Linked DNA regions of Zea mays: all the other regions are linked to region 1. The links are chromatin contacts, called in public Hi-C maps. All regions are on one chromosome and are shown on one strand. The core of a region is the stretch at or near the end of the contact, and the rest is flanking DNA. Distances in the headings are between cores, read along the strand shown. Region 1 holds the start of LOC103650833 (squamosa promoter-binding-like protein 2). Region 2 holds the start of LOC100384320 (Calmodulin-binding transcription activator 4). Region 3 overlaps LOC100281827 (Mitochondrial import receptor subunit TOM20-4). Region 4 holds the start of LOC100273107. Region 5 holds the start of LOC100279329. Region 6 holds the start of LOC100278652.

The links. A called contact is a pair of places that touch in the nucleus more often than the background predicts.
Region 2: a contact with region 1 is called in a Hi-C map of bundle sheath, with 2.9 times the contacts expected there. The contact joins the promoter of LOC100384320 here to the promoter of LOC103650833 in region 1. A contact is called at or near these places in 5 of 25 Hi-C or Micro-C datasets (bundle sheath, ear, leaf and 1 more).
Region 3: a Hi-C map of bundle sheath shows a contact between it and region 1, with 2.1 times the contacts expected there. The contact joins the enhancer-like site here to the promoter of LOC103650833 in region 1. A contact is called at or near these places in 5 of 25 Hi-C or Micro-C datasets (bundle sheath, ear, leaf and 2 more).
Region 4: a Hi-C map of endosperm shows a contact between it and region 1, with 3 times the contacts expected there. The contact joins the promoter of LOC100273107 here to the promoter of LOC103650833 in region 1. A contact is called at or near these places in 8 of 25 Hi-C or Micro-C datasets (bundle sheath, ear, endosperm and 3 more).
Region 5: a contact with region 1 is called in a Hi-C map of tassel, with 7 times the contacts expected there. The contact joins the promoter of LOC100279329 here to the promoter of LOC103650833 in region 1. A contact is called at or near these places in 6 of 25 Hi-C or Micro-C datasets (bundle sheath, ear, leaf mesophyll and 2 more) and 1 of 3 datasets of contacts at active chromatin or transcription factors (leaf).
Region 6: a Hi-C map of endosperm shows a contact between it and region 1, with 2.2 times the contacts expected there. The contact joins the promoter of LOC100278652 here to the promoter of LOC103650833 in region 1. A contact is called at or near these places in 8 of 25 Hi-C or Micro-C datasets (bundle sheath, ear, endosperm and 4 more).

Annotation. Positions count from the first base shown.
Region 1 is chr3:161,582,382-161,585,740 of Zm-B73-REFERENCE-NAM-5.0, forward strand. LOC103650833 (squamosa promoter-binding-like protein 2) reads right to left here and starts at 1,537. Exons shown (of 3, transcript XM_008676419.2): 1 at 1-1,537. The coding sequence starts at 152.
Region 2 is chr3:161,093,235-161,096,593 of Zm-B73-REFERENCE-NAM-5.0, forward strand. LOC100384320 (Calmodulin-binding transcription activator 4) reads right to left here and starts at 1,488. Exons shown (of 11, transcript NM_001365702.1): 1 at 1,146-1,488; 2 at 460-585; 3 at 243-358. The coding sequence starts at 1,164.
Region 3 is chr3:162,057,932-162,061,290 of Zm-B73-REFERENCE-NAM-5.0, forward strand. LOC100281827 (Mitochondrial import receptor subunit TOM20-4) reads right to left here. Exons shown (of 6, transcript NM_001368107.1): 6 at 2,755-3,110. The coding sequence ends at 2,979. Among protein-coding and RNA genes, the nearest start is that of LOC100281827, 6.5 kb to the right of the region's middle. Within about 2 kb of position 1,875, at least 19 of the 20 cell types and tissues checked have an H3K27ac peak or open chromatin away from gene starts, as enhancers often do. A contact at or near this core is called in bundle sheath, ear, leaf and 2 more, where this site is marked.
Region 4 is chr3:162,002,115-162,005,473 of Zm-B73-REFERENCE-NAM-5.0, forward strand. LOC100273107 reads left to right here and starts at 1,528. Exons shown (of 3, transcript NM_001360214.1): 1 at 1,528-1,888; 2 at 2,092-2,254; 3 at 2,392-3,359. The coding sequence starts at 1,647. The coding sequence ends at 3,159.
Region 5 is chr3:161,169,507-161,172,865 of Zm-B73-REFERENCE-NAM-5.0, forward strand. It overlaps LOC100279329, which reads right to left and starts at 1,470. Exons shown (of 14, transcript NR_176412.1): 1 at 1,109-1,470; 2 at 418-586; 3 at 190-322; 4 at 1-103. LOC100272251 reads right to left here. Exons shown (of 5, transcript NM_001146746.1): 5 at 2,483-3,100. The coding sequence ends at 3,011.
Region 6 is chr3:161,859,904-161,863,262 of Zm-B73-REFERENCE-NAM-5.0, forward strand. It overlaps LOC100278652, which reads left to right and starts at 1,586. Exons shown (of 1, transcript NM_001372465.1): 1 at 1,586-3,359. The coding sequence starts at 1,958. The coding sequence ends at 3,184.

The DNA.
Region 1 (3,359 bases), core at 287-2,786:
AGCGCGGGCGCGGCACCGGCGGCGGCCGTGAGCACCGCCCTCGAGCTCGTCGGCGCGCCCAGCTTCAGGTCCAGCGCGCCGCCCCCGCTGCTGCTGGGCCCGACCACCGTGCCGAGGTCCCAGGCAGGAAGCATCTTGGCGTCCCAGTCCATGGCGACAGCCCGTCCCCAGGCCGACGCGCGTGTACGTGCCTGCCTGTTGTCGGGATCCTTGCACAGGGAGTAGCAGCTCTCTCCTCGGGACTCAACCCAAGCAGGCAGGCACCTCCGTCGCTGGTGGCGGCCGGCTCCGAAATGGTGGATTTTGGGAGGCCTTTCTGCTCTGCTGGCTGCTGCTGCGTGCGCAGGCCGTTGGAGACGGAACAACAGCTGTGTACTGCTCGCCCAGAGAGCAAAAGCAAAGTTGATGGCAACCAAAAAGCTTTGGAGGACGGGAAAGAGAGAGAGAGATCACAGCGGCGGCGGCGGCGGCGGCAGCAACAGCAACAGCATGCAATTAAAGAATCCAAGAGCAGCGGGCGGGAGCGGCAAGAAAGGAAGGGACGAGACAAGGGGCTGGGTTCTTGGGTGCTCGGCCGCCCGCCGGGCAGAGCGGTGGGTTAAGCTTTAAAGCGAGCGGAGGACACGGATGGATGGATGGAAGCAAGCACCTCCTCTCCTCCGAGAAAAAGGCGGACGAGGCGAGGGAAGGCAAGGAAGAGGAGGGAAGGGGGCGGGGCAGTGCCAGTGGTTGCAGACAGCACAGGAACAGGACGACGACGGAGGAGACTCCTATTGGAGGACTCCAAACTCCAAAGGTGGCAATAATTGCCGAGACCCGAGAGGCGAGCTGGGGGCACCTCCCACTGCTCACTCGACTCCCCCCTTCTTTATTTTCTTACCAATGGCAGTAAACATACAGTGTGTGGGTGTGATGTGTGGTTGGGGAGGGTAGGTGGGAGAGGGAGAAGGAGAAGGAAATAAGGAATCAGACAGACAGACAGACACACAGCAGCAAGCAGATGGATGTGTGGCAAAAGATTTCAGAGATAAAAAGGGAAGAAGAAGAAGCAGCAGCAGGTACCACTCTCGAACAAGAAGCAAGCGGAGGACGGAGTGGCTGAAGGCAATGCAGTGAAGAACATCCACCAAGAGCAAGGTGGAGGATTCTCCCTTCTTTGGTGGTTGCTGCTAGCTAGCTACTACTGCCTTTTCCTCCGGTTTGCTCCTTCAGCTCGGCAGCCCCTATGAGTAGGCTTTGCCTTGCCTCCTTGCGCTTGAGGATTGGTTTCTTCTCAAGTGGGGTTGCAAGGAAGCTCAGTCACTGCGCCAGCAAATGGGCAAGGCGGCAAAGATGAGGAGAGCTACCACTGCGCGCACCAGCTGAACCACTCCCTCCTAATTAAAATACAATACTCGTTAACAGAAACCCGGAGATAGAGGGGCTCTGATGGCTGATGAGAAGGACTAATAAAACTTAAGTGCAGAGGCTCCTCCTCCCTCTCACCTTTTGTAGCGGGGGTGGAGTGGAGGTGGAGGGCAGGGGGGGGAAAAGTACAAAAGTTGGGAAAGAGCTGGATTTACATGGAGGAGCAATGGAAAAAAGGGAGGAGAGGGGAGGTTAGGCAGGCGCAGGGGCAGGAGGAGCAGCTTTTTCTCCTGTCTTCTTCTTTCTTTTCCCTACTGCGTTTTTGTGTTCTGTGCTGTGCTGCCGCTGCCGCTGCTGTGTGCTACTGTGCCATGCTGCCTCGTCCCAGCTGACATGGTCATGTTTCACAGACCACAGCCAGAGCGCACCACGGCATCATCCAATATTGCTCCATGCACTCCCAAAAGCGCGTGTCATGAGATGCATGAGCTTATATGCCCACATCCACGGTAGATAGAGCCTTTCTTTTCTAGGGCGTCTCCTCCTTCTTTTTTTTTTTTTTTGCTGTGCTATTCTTGGGTCCTGAGGTCTGAACATCTGAGCATGTATTTTTCTTTCCCTTTTGTCACTGTCACACTCACGTAGAGCTTGATATGATAGACAATCTACGTAGTCCGTAGAGCCTTTCTTTCCTAGCACTTCTCCTTCCTTTGCTGTGCTACCCTTAGTAGATTCTAAGGTTTAAACATTTTAGCATGTGTTTTTCATTTTCTTCCTTGATCAGACTAAAGCTATCTGTTTGGACCGTTACAGCTACAATCCACAAAGACAAGACACTATAAATACAGTAGAAGTCGGTATAGATTGAAGCATATAATAGAATTGTTAAAAACGGCGTCAAGAGTGCGAGAAGCATTGGTACCACGCATCGCGAATACGATAGTATTTCCGAGATTCGCCTCGACATGTACTGAACATCCATATATATTTTTTCACCTTTTGTAGCGATAAGAGTACAATACAGGTTCCGCGCTTACATAAAATAAGCGGAACCGGCGAATTGGCTTTCATGGAACAGAAACAAACCGATATCATATACTCCTAGTTGTGAGCAGCTAGCGGACGGCTTTGTTTACAGCCTCGACCGAAAAAAAAGTAACATATATTCTTAAAGCACCTTGGTGTGAAGAATGTGCTGTGTGCATGGTCGACTTCTCTCTACCTAGCTCCTTTGTGTTGGGTTGACGACGTGGTCCCTCTAGCGAAGCAAAGTGTATTGTATCTACGCCTTTCTTTTCAATTTGCTCAGCAGGGAGAGGACTGTAATTAAGAGCATAGTTTTATTCCCCTGACGAGGATTATTATTATTTTTATCTCCGCTGCCGCCGATGCAGCTATGGAACTACGTGAGGTCCAAGTTCCCAAGTCTTGATTAGCTCTAGTCGTAGTAGTGATGCGATGCCGTACTGTTTGGTTCCTAGTTTTCACACGCTGACCAATGGTCAAGAAAAAAAGAGTCGCGCGCGTACTGTTCTGAGAGAGGCACAGGGACAGAACGTGGTTATCTATCTTTCTATCTTTGGCCGGCCCGCTCACCAACACGTAGGTGCTGCCTTGGTGGCGAGGGTCCGTGGTTTGCAGCCAGCCAGGAGCGATTCCTCCGGTTAAGACCGTCTCCAGCAATAGTTTTTTATATTCATCTATTATATCTCTCATTTATAGTCTTCTCTAAAAAATTTTATTTCTATATTTTCTTCATCTCCAACAACATCCTTCAAATCACGTCTTATATACATAAATACCTATATTAGAGATATTTTTAATTTTTAATTTTGTACATACGTATTTGTCATATTCTTAAATGTATTGTACATATTTTAGTTTTGCTAAACCGGTTGTTTAAAGTATTCAAATGAATAGAGAACTGTTTAGAGAAACTCTATATATAGAGGATTCATCAGCGTTCTCTAAATTTAAACGACCGTTTAGAGTACGTTGCTGAAAAGAGTAGA
Region 2 (3,359 bases), core at 238-2,737, 490 kb before region 1:
ATTTGTATCATTGTGAAGGGGCATTAGGTACACATCTCATTATGAAATTGTCTATTTCTTATACAATCCACCCAATTCAGTTCGACTGCAAACCAAACATCTCTCAATGGCTTATTGTCTTATCAAGGTGATTACTCCCAAGCATATTCTGAGCAGCATTCATATCTATTAACTTCTGGAGAGATCTTTAACCAAGACATGAACACAGCACAGCAGTCCACCAAAAGGGTAAATGAACAGACCTTAAGGCGCTCATGGGCTTCATTAATGGTCTTCCCATTTCTCTTCTTTTGCCATTCAAATCCATCATTTCGGAAGTACCGGAGTACTCTACGGTTGAAAAGAAACCAAGAACCACCTGCAGGTTTCGGATTGGCTCATTTAATCACAGTCAGGACTAAATCAGCCAAAGCTTTGATCATGTATTTACGGTCCAAAACCAAAGGATGCATTTATTACTCTGTGGCTTCTGAGGGGGCTTATGCGAAATCGTGAACAGCTCATGATTCTGCAGTATCTTGAGAACTTCTTGAGGCTTTAGCCAGCGGGTCTTCACTACCTCTTGTAGCTTGCCTATGTCTAAGCCTGTACAGTAAAACCGTAGGCAGCCGTATTTGTTAACAAGAGATGGCAAGCTACAACACGCCGAACACATCGCGACTCAGAGTTCACAATTAAATAGAGTGTCACGTGGATGGTTAACCACCATTCAATTTGGTACATCAATCAATTTCCAAATATGACCAATTGGTATACAACCGTACCCGTAACCACTCCGGGTGGCGGGTGGTTTCACTCAGATAGAAATAAAGAAGACAGAGACGGAAAAGAACATTTTTTTAATGTTCTCGCAGCCTAGTAACTTCGTTTCTTCGATCAAGAAGTACTAACAAACTTGTTATTAAATCAAAAGACATATATAGTGAGGGAGCAGTAGCATTTCGTACAAGTAGCATAGCAGAGAAACAAAATCAATGGTTAACCAGTTGCATTTGTCGATCACTTTCAGGCAGCCTGGCGGCGCAGTCCCCCTTCTTCCTCGACCCCTCACATGGGTTCTTTTGCCGGAAATCGCACTCGGGGAACGCTCAAAAGCAACAGAAGGTTGCAACTTTGGAGCGAGGCGTTGTGGGACTCGGCGTTACCTTGCTGCTGCTGCTGCATGGCGCCGTGCCGACAAGCCCGCGCCGTGCTCCGAGCGAATCCAGCAAGAACTCGCGGGGGGGCGCCGCGGTGCCGAGGCCGATTTGAACCCAGTGGACTGGCCGGCCGACTCCTCGCCCTGTTGCCCGGAAGTCGAGTCCAAGTCGCCGCCGAGTGGCAGTCGCCACCGATCAGTCGCGAGACGCGCAAACTCTTATTGTTCCCAGGCGATAGCGACGCGCCTCCGCTGGCAATGACGCGCAGAAGCGCGGAGTGTTGAAGGGGGCGAGAAGGGGAGTGAGAACCAACGATGAACACGTGAGAGCAGGGCGGAGGAAAGCGGGGAAAGTGCGCGACAGATTCCAGCGCGGCGGTTGCTAACCACGAGAGGGGGAATTTTTGCTTTTTCTGTTGTTTGAGGTGGCGGATTATAGATCAACAGCTGCGGCGTCGGCGACCTGCAATGCAGTCCGCCGCGGTCTCGGTTAGTCGGTCCGGTCGGTCTCGGTGGCATTGTCGCAATCGCAAGCACACAGCCACAGGCAGGAAAGGACAAAGATGGAGCCCAGCCCAGCGCGAGCACCCGAACGATGCGTTGCTTGGTCCGTCGTGGTGGTTGTGATTGGAGACACCCAAACGATGATCGGCCGTCAGATCGAAAGCCGTCCCAAGTCTAATCCAAAGTTGAAGCCACCATAGTCAAATTCTAGCACTGTATGTGTTCTCACTCTGCCTTGCTTGCCGTGTCCCCGTTTCTTCTAGCGCGCCGCGAGTCTCTCAAGTCGGTTTCAGGAAGCCGTGTGTGCCGCCGGTGCCATGGCACCGTTTACTTTCCTGCCTTGCAGCACTTGCATTGTACTATGATGACAAGTACTCTCCACCAGCAAGTTTGTATTGTCATCTCCACGTCACTAGAACACAGTGATAGGAGGGCTTTAAGCTTTGACATTCTCGATGGTGGACCTTTCCTTGCTAGCATAGCGAATGATCGCCTTGCTAACCTCCTTGCCAGTCCCCGCAGGGCTCTCCTCTTCACGTTTATGTGTTGACCTGTCCTCGGCAAGACCGTTGTGTCACTGAAAGCTAACTTCATGAGGTACGTCCAAAATTGCCACCCATGTGGAGTTGGCCATGGTCAACAGTTGAACAGTCCTTAATGACCTCTCCTATCTGCCTTTTAGGCAGGGTCAAAGCTAGCAACCAAATTAAGATGACGCACCACCAAAATAATATATAAATATTTTATAGTATACAGTAAATATTAACTAATTTACTAATAAAATCTGGATCTACCATGGTGCCTGTGCACCCTGTCTCTAGGGTTAATGTTTTGGCTCTATTTGGCCACCTTTCGCCCCGTCCTTGTTGGAAGTGTTCTCTTATTCGGTCAAGATGATTGATTCTGAGTTTATCCTATTTAGCAGTGTGATTCTAAACGCTAAACGGTAAACAGTCGGTCATCCTTTGTTTACCGTTTAAACGGACTACATGGGCATTTAAACGGACTAAAAACGGATTGTACGGGATTAAACGACCTAAACGGTTAGCTACTGAGTAGCATTTAAACGGCGTGTAAACGGTCTAAACGGTCGTTTAGGATAACAATGATATTTAGGCTTTGTTCGTTTGTCCAAGATTCCACCTAGAAATAGTTCTAGCGGATTAAACTTTATATAAATTACACAAGCAATCCAGTTAGGAATCGTTCCAGGTGGCGGTTGCAAGGAAACCAAACGGACCCTTAATCTGTGTCTTGATCGAGAGCATGGCCCTATCCTTGGTTATAGTCCCTGATCACCAATGTTATATCAACATGGCATGGGCGACATAGAAGCCAACACGTTTCGCTTCCCATAACCCTAGCCACCACAGTCAAGATCTTGATCACATTCCTAGCACCCGATGAACCAGAATCGTCCAATTTATGGCGCTAATAGAGTCTAGTGGCCCGTGGCAAACATGACGGGCCTGCCCAGTGGCCCGTGGCACGACACTATTTTGGTCTGTCATGAGCATGGCCCGATCCATTGTCAACCGGGTTTGTGGAGGCCTAGCCCGATCACTATGTCATGTCTGGGTCTTAGGTGCGGCACAACCCTGTTTTTTTCATTTTCCCATAAAATATCTATATTATGCTTGATTATAGAGTATACAACATAAAAAACAAGTGTGTTTTATTGGCTAGGTGGATATGAATGTTTGTTTGGAGCTAGCGA
Region 3 (3,359 bases), core at 625-3,124, 480 kb after region 1:
CCTTCGGTCACGTCTCGTCTCTCTCTCTCTCTCACTGTGCTGAGGCTCCCACACAGACGACACATACAGTAGAGCCAACGGGAAAAAGGGAACCCCGCGGTAACAACGTACTAGCAGCGCAGCGTGGAGTCGTGGAGAACTCTGTACGTACTCTCTCTCTCTACTAGCGTTGGACGATGTTGCATGCAAAAGGTAGGCAGCCTTTTACGTCCAGCTCAAGCCTCAAGGAACCAACCTTGGCCCCTCGGGGTCGGGGCTCGGCTGGCTGGGAGTTGGGACTCCCCCTCTTGGCCTCTTGCATGCATGCATTATAGTCACGCAAGAGTTTATCTATCCCGTGCCGTTAACAAACAGTTCAGTCCATCCTGATTTTTTTAGTTTTTTAAAATGGCCTCGTATGAAAAAACCACAAACATAAAAGTTAAAGATCTCTAAGAGTTAAGAAACTTTATAGTTACCAACTTTTTTTTATGTGAAATCATTTTGACTCTAAAAAATTGCATCTAAATTTGTCAAATTTTAAAATACAAATTTTTTCTATTGTCCTCTAGCACTGGCATTTAAAAAACGCTAGTGCAGATGAGTTTACACAACACCGTCGTGTATATAGCTTCTCTGTATGTCTTTATATATATATATATATATATATATATATATATATATATATATATATATATATATATACACATATATATATATATATATATATATATATATATATATATATATATATATATATATATATATATATCTTTTTTTGGTTTTTCCTGGGAACGAACGTGCACCTCATTAAGTAGGGGATATTATTGTTGCTGCGGAACGTAGTACGTGTTTGTTGACCAAAAGCCGCAATCAATATGGTTTGCTGATGATAAGGAACGCCATGCATGGTCCTTCCTTGCTTGATCGTCACTCACTCACGTAGTCGATCACGTGAGGTGAGTTGAGGGGCCAGCAGCAGACAGCCAACAGGGGGAGCGGGAGGAGATGGACGACTGATCGATCGGTCACTGCTATTCATCACTACCACGTGTACGGTACCACTCTGGATCGGACGCTGCTTGCAACGCACTCATATACTATATGCCATGCATGCATGCATGGATCGGCCACACGGGGAGTGGTGATATGCATGCATGAGCGAGGACGAGGAGGGGCATGTGCTAATCCGATTGGATCCGATGCAACAACCCATGGCGCGCCCATGCATGCGTGCACGGTGATGGTCCGTCCGGTCGGCCGGGCGCCCCGGCACTGTTGCTGCTGCCAGCAACCTGCTCCTACGATCGGGTCAACGTGCCGCGCCCGCGTGCAAAGCTAGCATAGCATAGCATAGCAGGCGTGAGGAGGAAGGAAGCATCGCTTTGGCTTGATTTGGCTTTCTTCTATTCATGCATCATCCGTGTCCGTACTCCGTAGCCGTGCCCACCCCTACGCGCGACCACGCTCTTACTGTACGCCCCGAGCCGCGACACGGCTCCAGCCTTGAAGTCGCGCTTGTCCGTGCATCAGCCATGGACAGGAGAGGGCGTGCCGGGTCAGAGCGAGCTAGGACATCGAGGCCCAGTAGTATATAGATGTGCACACGACACGGGTTGCCTGGTTGAAACACAGGCAGAGCACGCGGCGTCTGGTCATCGATCTTGACATGGTCTACTCGACCAGTCCGAGACCCACATCGTCGTCTCTACGTGGAAACGAGAGGACGCGACACTATGAACTAGGAAGCAGGGTATTTGCACCGCCGGAGCCGGGGGAGGGGGTGTTTTGTGTTTAACAGACGAAAGGGTGTGGTATTTTGGTGGGCTCCTAGCGGTCTAGGCCACCACCGAGCCAACTATTGTTTGTTGATTGGGCCGCCCGAGCACGAGCAGCAGCCCTGCTAGCTATGTAATGGGTCGTGCTGCTGATTCTAGCCCACACAACATTTGCCCGTACCGTGTATATGCCAGACAGAAAATCGTGCTTCGTACCGAGGAAGGTGTCGTTCGTGACCCGGGTTGCATTGCACCTGCACGCGTCGGCGTCCGTCCATCATGAGCGAACATGAGTTAGGTCCTAGGAGACCGACTGGCCCTGCAGTTACTGCACCAACCAACGCATCATCAGCCCGCGCTCGAGCGCGTCGCGTGACACGCCACCATGGGCCAAGGCCACCTTTTCGTGATCTTCCAGGAATGCCCACCTGCGGCCGGCCCGGACGGGGTTTTAGGTGTACGACGTTGGTAGGGTACGCGACGGGTACGGGGAGATGATGGCCCTGCTTTCAGCTTCACGAGAAGCGGAGAAGCTATGTACCGTAGTCCGTAGACTCCCAAATGCTCAGTTTTTTAGATTGTTTCTATAAAAGTCACTTTTGTCAAAACCATCTAACATCAACGTAAACACTGAATCGGTCTAGTCGTTACAATACTAGAAAACCGTCACCTACATCATAAACCTTATAAACACTTTTATTTTCCTCCGGACCTAGAAAATACTCAAATTCTTTTCACAAACAGATTATCAGAAAAGATACTTAGAACAAAGTTGAACCAAACGGGCTCGATGACGACGGGAGGATAAAGATCCTTAGAATAAAGTTGAACCTAATTCTACAGCTAATTACACAAAGCAAAATTTGAGAACACCAGAGTTCTACATGCTGTCGTAAAAAAAAACAAAGCATACATTTATTTGCGGTGTTGAACAGCATGTCCACTTTATGTATGGCACCATTTGAGAACATTCAGTATTCATAGAGAACGCAAAAAGTCGCAACACTGTATGTTTTTTGCCTCAAAACGGTATCAAGGTAAGCAAAGTACAAAACTATCCAGCAGCACATGAGGCTCGAAAAGAACAAGCATGAAAATTTGAGCAAACCGTATGGAAACACCTCTCTCCTCTCCATACAACACTAGCACCTAGAAGGTTCTGGGACACCTTAATATAGGCATGCCATCATTTGCAAAGCGTTCTTGGCACTCGATCAGTTCTCACCTGGCTGGTGGCGTCGGGGGAGGCATGCTTGCTCTTGCCAATCCAACCCAAGCAACAATGCCGGCGCCAAGGATCACCCATCCACAAACATCGTACCAGAAGTCATTGTCCTTCTTCTTCCTTGATTGCTGCAAATAATGGTGTCAGCTTAAATTGGGCACCAGGCAAGGCACACATCAAACCACATACCATATGAAATCACTATTATAAACTATCATCAACATAGCCTTTTAGTACCAAACAAGTTGGGTAGGCTAGAGTTGAAACCCAACAAGAAGTCACAAAAAGAGAAAAGAGAGAGAAAGGGGAGGGGAAAAACCTTTTGAGAGAACTAAAATAGAAAAGGCCTAATCACGATTCGGGCTCGTGGATGGCTT
Region 4 (3,359 bases), core at 278-2,777, 420 kb after region 1:
GTCTGAGCCAGTATCAAGCAGAGAGGACAAGGCACACCCGAAGGCAGCGGGGGACACTCGCATTTAATGCGCACACCTACCCTAAGTCGATGTACATGAGCACAGTGGTAACAAGACAACAGACGCGTCTAGGCGCAATAGCATGATTACAGTCGTGTCACTGTACACACACGCCATCTGCCATACCCTGATGGGACATCTGATAACGACAGAGATAGTAGACCAGCCCTCGGGCGCAAATATCCGCCTCGCCCGACGCTGGGTTCGCCCTTGGGCGTAATATCTGTCTCGCCCGATGCTGATCTCGTCCTCGGGTGCTGTCTCCGCCTCGTCCCGAGCTCAGCCTCGGTTACCTGCTCCACCGCGAATCCCGCAGGCGGCCACCCCGCCAACTATGATACACGTCAGGGAAGGATCGACCATCGCCTCGGAAAGACTTCTGCCTCGCCCGAGCAGGGCTCTAACCTCGATATCCGCAGCGAAGGAATCCCAACATTACCCAGCATAGGGACACTGACGCATCCCGTAAGCAGCCTTTCTACCTATACCGAAGCGCTGTTATAATAACTACGGTATAAGCAACCCCTTCATGAGCAAGTCGACAAAAAAATTCTAGCCGTTTCAGATTGGCAGTTTGTTCACATACAATTTTGCGATATACTACGGGCTAAGGAGGGGGTTAATGGTTGGATTGTTACAATCTTTTTGTGTTAACATATTAAAAGTTCTTTATACATACTTTTCCAGCTTGCAAAAGCCACCGTTACATTGCAATGAGAAACTGAAACGAGGGCAGAGAAATTTCGTTGTAGTACTGTAAGTTTTAATCCGCAAGTCATATAGTATGAAAATAAAAGCAAACAACAGGACTCCATGGTTGTTAAAGAAAACATGACTACAAGGTGTAGTACTCAGTACGGGTGTATTAATACCACATTCTGACTGTACTATCCCCGGACGTCTCAAATAAAACAAACCAAAATAAATAAAAATAAAACTCTATTAATCCAAAAAAACACAAAACTCTATTAATCCTTCTTGTCTGTAAGGAGTTAAACAGTTCCAAATCTTGTTAGATAAGCAAAACCAATATAATAATCACATATTTAAGTAAGTAATTTATTAATACTACCCAAACGGCAAACGCAAGTATGAAAAAGGAGAGGAAACTCCCCCCCATTGCAGTGTCCTTGTTTTTCCCAGGCTTTTCCCTCAGAAAAAGCAGGCGGTAAATAAAGCACTGGTACTACTGGCGAGCATTGATGCTTTTCATTGAAGAGGTGAGCAGTCTGCGTGGGCGCGCATTCGCAGCACTCATGCGGTCAGCTCCGCCCCTGCGAATACTACTGGCACATTTGGAAGGGCATTGAAAGCAGTAAAAACTGAAGCTAGCTACCTCCAATGACAGCCTGGACCCCTCCACGGCCCACGGTACGGCGGAGACGCTCCTCCTTCGCCTCCTAGCTCCTTTCCTATATAAAAGCCCTCTGCCTTGCTCGCCCTTCTAGCACACAAGCACACCGCTCCGCACTTCTCCCTGTCGTCTCGCCCGCCCGCGCGCGCGGTCGTTTAACCTTTTTTCTCCCACCGCTCGCCCCGTCCCGCTTTCCCCCCGGCAGCGACGACTCCTGCGGAGGTACAGAGAGATGAGGACGAGGAGCGGGTCCCGGTATTCCAACGGCGGCGAGGTGGTTGCCTTGGTGGGTCAGAAGAGGAAGAGGTCGCCGTCGGCCGTCGCCGGAGAGTGCGACTGCGGCGGGCGCAGGAAGCGGCCTGCCGGCGAGCCGGACTACCTGGACGCGCTTCCCGATGACCTTGTCCTCTCCATCCTGTCCAAGCTCGCCGCCGCCTCCTCGGCGCCGTCCGACCTGCTCTCGGTCCACCTCACGTACGTCTGCCTGCCTGCCCGAGCATCCTTTGCGTTTTGTCATCAACTCCTCGTGTTTCCTCGCACGGCGAGCGCACCGTCTCCCTCGCGCTATGGAGTAATCGAAATGCGTGGGGGGGAGCGACGGCAGTTGTGCTGTTTTCGGAAACATAAGCTGGAGGGAGAGGCCAAGGATCGTGCGCTGACGTCTTTCGCGTTTGCAGGTGCAAGAGGCTGAACGAGCTCGGCAGCCATGACATGGTGTTCGCCAAGGCCTCGCCGGCGTCGCTGGCGGTCAAGGCGGCGGCGTGGTCCGAGCCGGCGCAGAGGTTCCTCAAGCGCTGCGCCGACGCCGGCAACCTCGAGGCCTGCTACAACCTGGGCATGGTACGCCACGCGACCCAAACCCTAACGAGTTGCAAGTAGACTTGATCGGGTCGATTCCGTTGCTTCCTCTCGACTCAAGCGCGCATGGCATGGTCATGGTGGATATGGGCGCTGACCTGGGACGCTCGCTTCTGCAGATCCGCTTCTACTGCCTGGGCAGCCGCAGCGGCGGCGCGGCGCTGCTGGCGAGGGCGGCCGTCGGCGGGCACGCGGCGGCGCTCTACTCGCTGGCGGTCATCCAGTTCAACGGCAGCGGCGGGGCCAAGTCGGACCGCGACCTGCGCGCGGGGGCTGCCCTGTGCGCGCGCGCGGCCTCGCTGGGCCACGTCGACGCGCTCCGCGAGCTCGGGCACTGCCTCCAGGACGGCTACGGCGTGCGGCGGGACCCCGCCGAGGGCCGGCGCCTGCTGGTCGCGGCGAACGCCCGCGAGCTCACGCTCGCGCTCTCCGCGGCCGCCTCGCGCCACGCCGTCGCCGCGCTGCCCTTCGCCGCGGCCGCCGGCGTCGTCGGCGGCGGCGGGGGGTGCCCCCTCCTGTCCGACTTCGGGTGGAGCCTCCCCGAGGCGGAGCCCCACGCGGCGAACCAGTTCATGGTGGACTGGTGGGCCTCCCGCTGCGCCGCCCAGGCGGGCGGGAAGAAGGACGGCGACGGCAGCGGCGTGGACGGCGACGGAGACGGCGCGGAGCTCCGTCTTTGCTCCCACGTGCGGTGCGGGCGGCGCGAGACGCGGCGGCACGAGTTCCGGCGGTGCTCCGTGTGCGGCGCGGCCAACTACTGCTCCCGCGCGTGCCAGGCGCTGGACTGGAAGCGCGCGCACAAGGCGCAGTGCGTGCCCATGGACCGGTGGCTCCTCGCCGGCGTTGCCGTTGGCGGCGGCGTCGAGGCGCAGCAGCACCAGCAGTGAGCGAGGAAACGGCTCGGCGGCTGACATGACGTACCAGCACCGAGTCCCCTACAGGCCCACGGCTCCGCTGCGTGGACCGGGCGTAGCGGAAAGCGGCGCAGGGAGGGGAAGGCGTTTCGGCTGTTTTCTCTTTCTTTTTGCCTCTTTTTCACCTGCTGATGAATTGAATGAGGTGTATATCGCTGGCGCTGCCTGCCGTT
Region 5 (3,359 bases), core at 220-2,719, 410 kb before region 1:
GCCGCCCTTTCCATCCGTGCAATAGCATCATATAGGCACTTGGCTATGTCCAGAATTGCAATGACCTCGCCATTCTCCACGACAGGCAGATGCCTGAACTTACCTGGAACCGAAGGATACGTTTCATCAGGGAACATTAAAAGATGAATATAGGTGAGGCGCACAGAAACCGTGGGAGCATTCACAGACCTTGCACCATCTTTTGCAACGCCTCGACTGCAAGCGTGTCCGCGAGAACAAATACAGGGTTTCGGGTCATGACCTTGGAGACCGGTGTCTCTTCCATCTTCAACTCACGAGCAATCACCCTTGTGGTTATGTCCTGACCAGCGTTCCCAAAATACAGCATACAGTGAGAAATGGGAACATCTAAGGCGGCACTGACACGAAAAAAAAAGCGAAGGAACATCCCCTCACCTTGTCGGTGAGGATCCCACAGAGCAAAGCGTTGGAGTCAGTCAGCAGCACGGCGTCAACCCTGCGTGACGCCATCCTCCGACAAGCCTCGTGCACGGTTGTGTGATCCGGTATCGTCAGCGCCTTGGACAGCCTCAGCCTTTTCACGGTCCTCTCGCCGGTCAGTGACCTGGAAAGAATCACACGAGGTACGTTTTTTTTCAGCTGTGAAGATTTTGGTCTTGTCCATTTGATAGAGCAGGCATGGCAATATAATCATGGCTTGACAGCAATCAATGTCGTGTTGCAATCTTGCTTGTGTTAGTGAAACGTGTGTGGTTTACGTTACACGCGAAATTCCACAGCCGGAGTCATGCGTATGTGGTACGGCATGGTTGTAAGAGTTGAATGGGATTCAGCACTTGTCTGTTGTAACTGAAAAACGGCCCGTACTTGGTATTGTTAGACTAAAAAGTGCGTAACATCCATCGATTCCACAAACCGGGGGAGGTGTCAAATCTAGGCTATGGAAGCTCCCAGCTACAAACAAAGCGAGGCACACGGAAGCTACTCCAGGTTGACACGCGACGCGACGCTTGAAGCCTTGATCCGAAGACACCATGCGTCCATGCCACAGAGACGGTAGGTACGGAGCACGGTCTACGCTACGCATAACAAGGGCAGAGCAAGGCGGGTGCGGCGGATCACGTACGTGGAGTGGCCGCGGGAGAGGGAGACGGAGGACCGCCTGGAGGGCGGCGGGGCGTCATGGCCGTGCCCGTTCTCGGCGGGCAGGACCCTCCTCCTGGATCCGGAGGACGATGAGACGTTCCTCCGGCCGGCGCCCGCGCCCGCGCCGCCGTCCATCTCCCGGCGCGCGCCGCCCGCCGGGGGAAGCGAGAGCCTCCGATCGGCGACGGCGCTGATCCGCGGCGGCGCAGGAGCGGGGGATTCTCTTTGTCTCGCCCGCTGGCTCCCGCGAATCAGGAGCGCTCCCCAATAGGTGGGGGAAGGCGGAGACCGGAGACGGGGCCGAAGGTCGCGGCGTGCGGCAGGGTATCTAAAATTTTCCTTCTTTTTTTTCGCCGAGCTGGTGGGTGCTGGGTGGTGGTGTTCGGATGCCCCCGTCCCGTGCGTGCGCGCCTGGCCTGGCCCGCGTGGTGTTTGCTTTGCGCATTCGTGTCGACGAGAGGCGGCTGAGTGGCTGACGGCTGGGGCTGGATAATGCCGCGAGGCGTGCGATGCGGATGTGGGGACCATAGCAGACTGCAGAGAGAGCAGCTCCGGGCCTCCGATCGAAATCCAACCGTGTCGACGCGGCCCACGCCACCCGTCGGGCGGCCGACCCGCGCAATCCCGCGTCGACACGACTGTTTAGACGCATGGCGGTGGTGATGTGTCGCCCGCGGGACGGGACACGGGACTGACCACCGCGCCGCGCCGCTTCCCTGAGGTGAGGGGCCGGGGACGCCGCCGGGCAGTATATATACCGCTGCCGGGCGGCGAGCGCTGGTGGCCGTGCACCAGAAGGCCGAACACCTGGCGCCGGCCGCCGGGAGACAATGCCTCAGCTCGCGTGCAATGCAAATGCTACGAGAGCGGGCGGCTTGGGGTCCTCTCTCCGTCTCGACCACGCCAGTTCGACCAGGTACGCCGTCGCCGGCGGCGGATGGATGGCTAGGTCGTCGCTCCTTCATTCTTCTGTTACTTCCGCCACGCATTCTTAAAGGGTGTTTGGTTTGTAGGGACTAATTTTTAGTCCCTACATTTTATTCCACTTTAGTTACAAAATTATCAAATATAGAAACTAAAACTCTATTGTAGTTTCTATATTTGTCAATTTATATACTAAAATGGAACAAAATGAAGGGACTAAACATTAGTCCCTAGAAACCAAACACCCCCTTAGATACTTCCTCCATACTCGGTCAGTCTAACTTTCCTCCATCTAGTAGTATTATGTTTTATTATATCAAATATTTCGATTTGATCGGCAATTTTTTTTAAAAAAAATTATATAGGTTAACGACATAAGATTTTGTTTTCGTATCATTATTATGACAACTGCTTTCAGCACACAGTATATAATTCACAGATATTACCTTTCAGCCCACTGACGCCTAGGGCAACTGCATAAACACAAGTGTACAGCACAATTTTTATCACAAACTTGCGAAAACATCCGGCTAGATTTGACACCCAACCCGCCCTCTCTTTTTTGCAGATGAAATCATGCAAGCCTGTACCATTAAAAGGAGTTAGCTACTGATTGAAAATTTGACATCTGCTAGGCAATCACATAATTTTACAGCATCACACTTTTTCTGCACATCACACTAGGTAAGAGGAGCGTGAGACCCAGGCTCCACGAGGGTCACTGCAGGTTGGCACATCCAAACAAACATAAGCAGCAAGCACAGTGCTAGGAAATAAACTTTGTGCGACAACGTAACGGGGCTTAAGTTCGGCAAGGAGCGGCACAGTTTCCGCATCCTGTTATTGAACTCCACTTCCTCGGCTAACCTTGCCAGCAGCCACCTTGACAAACCTCAGCTACACAACAATAGTATGCGGCACCGGCACCGCCCCGTTAGCAACAGATGCACGCCCCGTTTCATTTGTCGGTTGCACGCTCTGCCGAGTAAAGCAACATCTGGCTGCTTGTACTTGCACCGGCACCACCATTGTTTTCTTTTGCCAACATCTGCATTTCATCATAATAGAGAACTTCAGACTAACATGCGAGGAATACATAGCTGCATTTACCAATTTCGTAAAAAATGATTCATAGTGAGCAATAATCTCTTTTTTTTTCTGAGATGACTGACGAGTTCCATTCTGATGAACGGTGTTCCTTTCAAGCTTCAGGATATACAAACAGAACATTTTGTGAGACATGGTTCGTATGCACGTTTACTGTGTCCAGCTTACAAATGGTTGACTCTAGAATAGTAAGGCAGCAC
Region 6 (3,359 bases), core at 336-2,835, 280 kb after region 1:
CGGCATGCGTGGGCCAGCCAGCCAGCCAGCCAGCCAAGAGCCAACCGGCGGGTTCGTAGCATACGATGGTGAGGGCGGTGCCTCCTCCTGTCCTGCATGGTGGTGTCTCTCACAGCCGAGAATCTTTTCAGACGGCGATCCGATTGCGATGCGGCTGTTCACGACTTGGTCAGAACTCAGAACGCGCCCGGCCTGCATGCATGTGAGAGGTGCAGGACCCTTCTTTGCGTTTTGTGGTCCGACAGACACGATCTCGGCGTCGTCAGTCAGGGTCGATGGGGCGCAGCGCGGGCGGCTGTAGCACCCAGCTTCCACAGCGAGCGGCTGCGGCAGCTGCAGCTGCACCGTGAAACCATACATACCTTGGTGAGCGGGTGATACAGTCTGTGGCACTGCTGTGCCGTGCAGAGATATATATGGAGGGGGGACAAGGATCCACGAGCGAAAGGGCGTGTGCTACAGCAGCGGTTGCGTTGCGGGTACTACTCCAGTTAAGCGCCATTGGCCATTCCGTCCCCCCACGCATTGGTTGCATTGCCAGACAGTTGTGCTGGGCATCCGAGGCAGGCGCCTTTCAGCTACTACTCTCTTCGAGTATATACCTAGGCCGGAGGAGCAGAACATGCATGATTGATCGATCGGTGGTTGGTTAATCCGGCTGGCTTCAGGCTAGCAAGCTGCATGGGGGCACCACGAACCACGTGATCCGACCGGCGGCCGCTTCCTCCCCCTCCTTTCCGGTGCAAGCGCATCATCGTGGCATGTCCACCTCCCTCCCCTCCCTGGCTCCCTGCACAAACCACCCGTGTCCGGTTCGGCCTACGGCTTCCCTGTTGCTTCCCGCCGACCGAATCCCCCCGTCGCGTTTCGTTTCGTTTCGTTTCAGCAAGCGCATGCAGCACAGCACGCACCCGCATACCTGCAACCGACGCAACGACCTGCACGTTATGCGTGGTCCCCCCGAGCCCACCGGCACGGCGTACGTACGTACGCGCCGTAATATTATTGGGATCGGACGTGACACAACACAACGCCTGCAACCACCGTTGTATATCCGTGGACGTGGAGTGTGCGAGTGACAAGCGCATGCCGACGGGGGGGCATCGCTGTAGCTGCTTGCGGCTGGGGCACTGTTCCGCGCCACCGAAACTGACGTGGCGGCCCGGTCGGCATCAACGAACCCAACCACCTGATAACGCGACTGCTTGCTTTGCTCTGTTTTGTGTCCGTGCGAGCTCATCGTTTCCACTGCGACATGGCTGGGCTGGGCAGGTTCTCTAGCCATCTGGGATCGGTGCAGGCAGCAGCGGCGTGGGTTCGGTTCACGCCTGGGTACCGCAACAGTGCGTTCAGTACGGACATGTGGTGGTGCCTACGGCCTGTCTGTCCTGTGGTTTGCTCTAAGCTCCGGATGTGGGTGTGAGCAGACCTGTTGCTTAACGGCACTCACTCGTCCAACGCCTTGACCTCACTCTCTTCGCGCTGTGTGTCACTCACTGTGTGTGAGTGAGAGAGAGCGGCAAGGCAACTAGGCAAGCAAGTAAACGTGACGGTGGGGGCGGCCGTCCCCAGAAACGGGCGAATAAAGAGCGTCACCAGACAAAGATTTCAGAGCGCATATGCAACGCTGCGTTTTCGCGTCAGGCGAGGCGGAAATCGTGGCAGCGGCAGCGGCAGCCGAGCCGAGCCTGAACGGCTGCCACTGCTGCCACACCACCATCACTCACCTCTCCCACGCCCCCACCACCAGACCTTCATGAGTTGATGTGATTGATAAATAACGCGTCAGGTCGCGCTGTCCACACCTCCCGCGGCTCGCCAAGCTCCGCTCACACCTCACAGTCACAGCAGCATGACTCTGTAGTCCATCTCCCTTTGCAGCCGCCGCCGCCGCCGCCTCGAGTGGCTCCCAGATCCGAGCCGACGCCGGAGCAGGGACAAGCCGCTGCCAGCGGCAATGGCGGACGCCGTGGGGGCGCTACCTCCTCCTCCTCTGCCGCCGCCGCCGGAGTGCGAGTCCGGGAGGTCCTCGCCGTCCCACGCCGCGTCGCCGGAGTTCGAGTTCTGGATGGTGGGCAGGAACCCGTCCCCGGCGCTGCTCACCGCCGACGAGCTCTTCTCCGGCGGCGTCGTGCTCCCGCTCCACACCCTCCAGGCGCCAGGCGCTCCGGACGGCGACGGCGCGCCTCAGCCTCAAGCCGACGCGGACGCGGACGCGGACGCCGCGGCGCTCCCGCTGCCTGACGCGCAGGCGCAGGTGGAAGGGGAGGCCGCGCAGCCGCTCGCGGAGTCCGCCATCGCGCCGACGCCGGACCTCCCCGCGGTCACGTTCAAGTGGAAGGACATCTTCAAGGCGGGCGCCGGCGCCGGCGCCGAGGGCAAGGAGCGCAAGAAGGTGGAACGGCGCGTGAGCAGCGTCAGCGGGAACGCCGAGCTGATTAACATCAACATATGGCCTTTCTCCAGGAGCCGCTCCGCCGGAGCAGGTGCCGGCACCTTGAGTAGGGCCAAGCCCAATCCGAATCCAAACCCAAACCCCAACCCCAACGCCGCCGTCGCCGCCAGCGGCGGCGCCAGCGTTAACGCCAACACCACCGCCAATGCCACCGCCCCGAGCGCGCCGCCGGCCCCGGCGCCGGTCCCGCGCAAGGTGAGCAGCGCGCCGTGCTCCCGTAGCAACTCCCGCGGGGAGTCCTCCGGGCCTGTGCCGACCATCCCCACCGCCACTGCAACTGCAGCGCCAGAAGCAGCAGCCGGAGAAGAAGACGCCGACGCGGCCACCCAGGTTCAGGCGGCGCCACTGACCGCCGCCGGCACATCCAGCGCCACGTCCATGTTGAGGAGGTGGGTGCCCGGACAGGGCCGTAATAACAACAACGCAGCAGGGCCCGGCGGCATCCGCGTGGGGCGGCCCAGCGCCGTGTGGAAGCTGAGGCGCAACAAGCTGCAGCAAACCGCCGCCGAGCAGAAGCAGGTGGGCGGCAAGAAGAAGGCGGCCCCGGCCCAGGAACCCGCCGCGGCCGCGGACGCGGACGCAGATGCAGCCAGCGACGACAAGGCGTCGCCGAGCGTGGCCGCGCCAGCTGCCGGGTGCCGGAACAACGTGGAGGGCGCCGGCGAGGAAGGGAACCCGCCGCAGGTGCTCTTCGGGCTCCGGACCTTCTTCTCCAAGAAGGTGTACTGATCAGCAGCAAGCCATGGCATTGTACTTTGTACATACAAATTCGAGCTCTAGGCTCGCTCTTCCACATTTTCACCTTACCTGCCCCCTTCTTTTCTTTTTTTTTTTGCCTTTTTTTTATTACTCTCCTTCCTCTGCTCTAATTCGATCGAGTAGCTTCGATATCCTCTGTACTGTA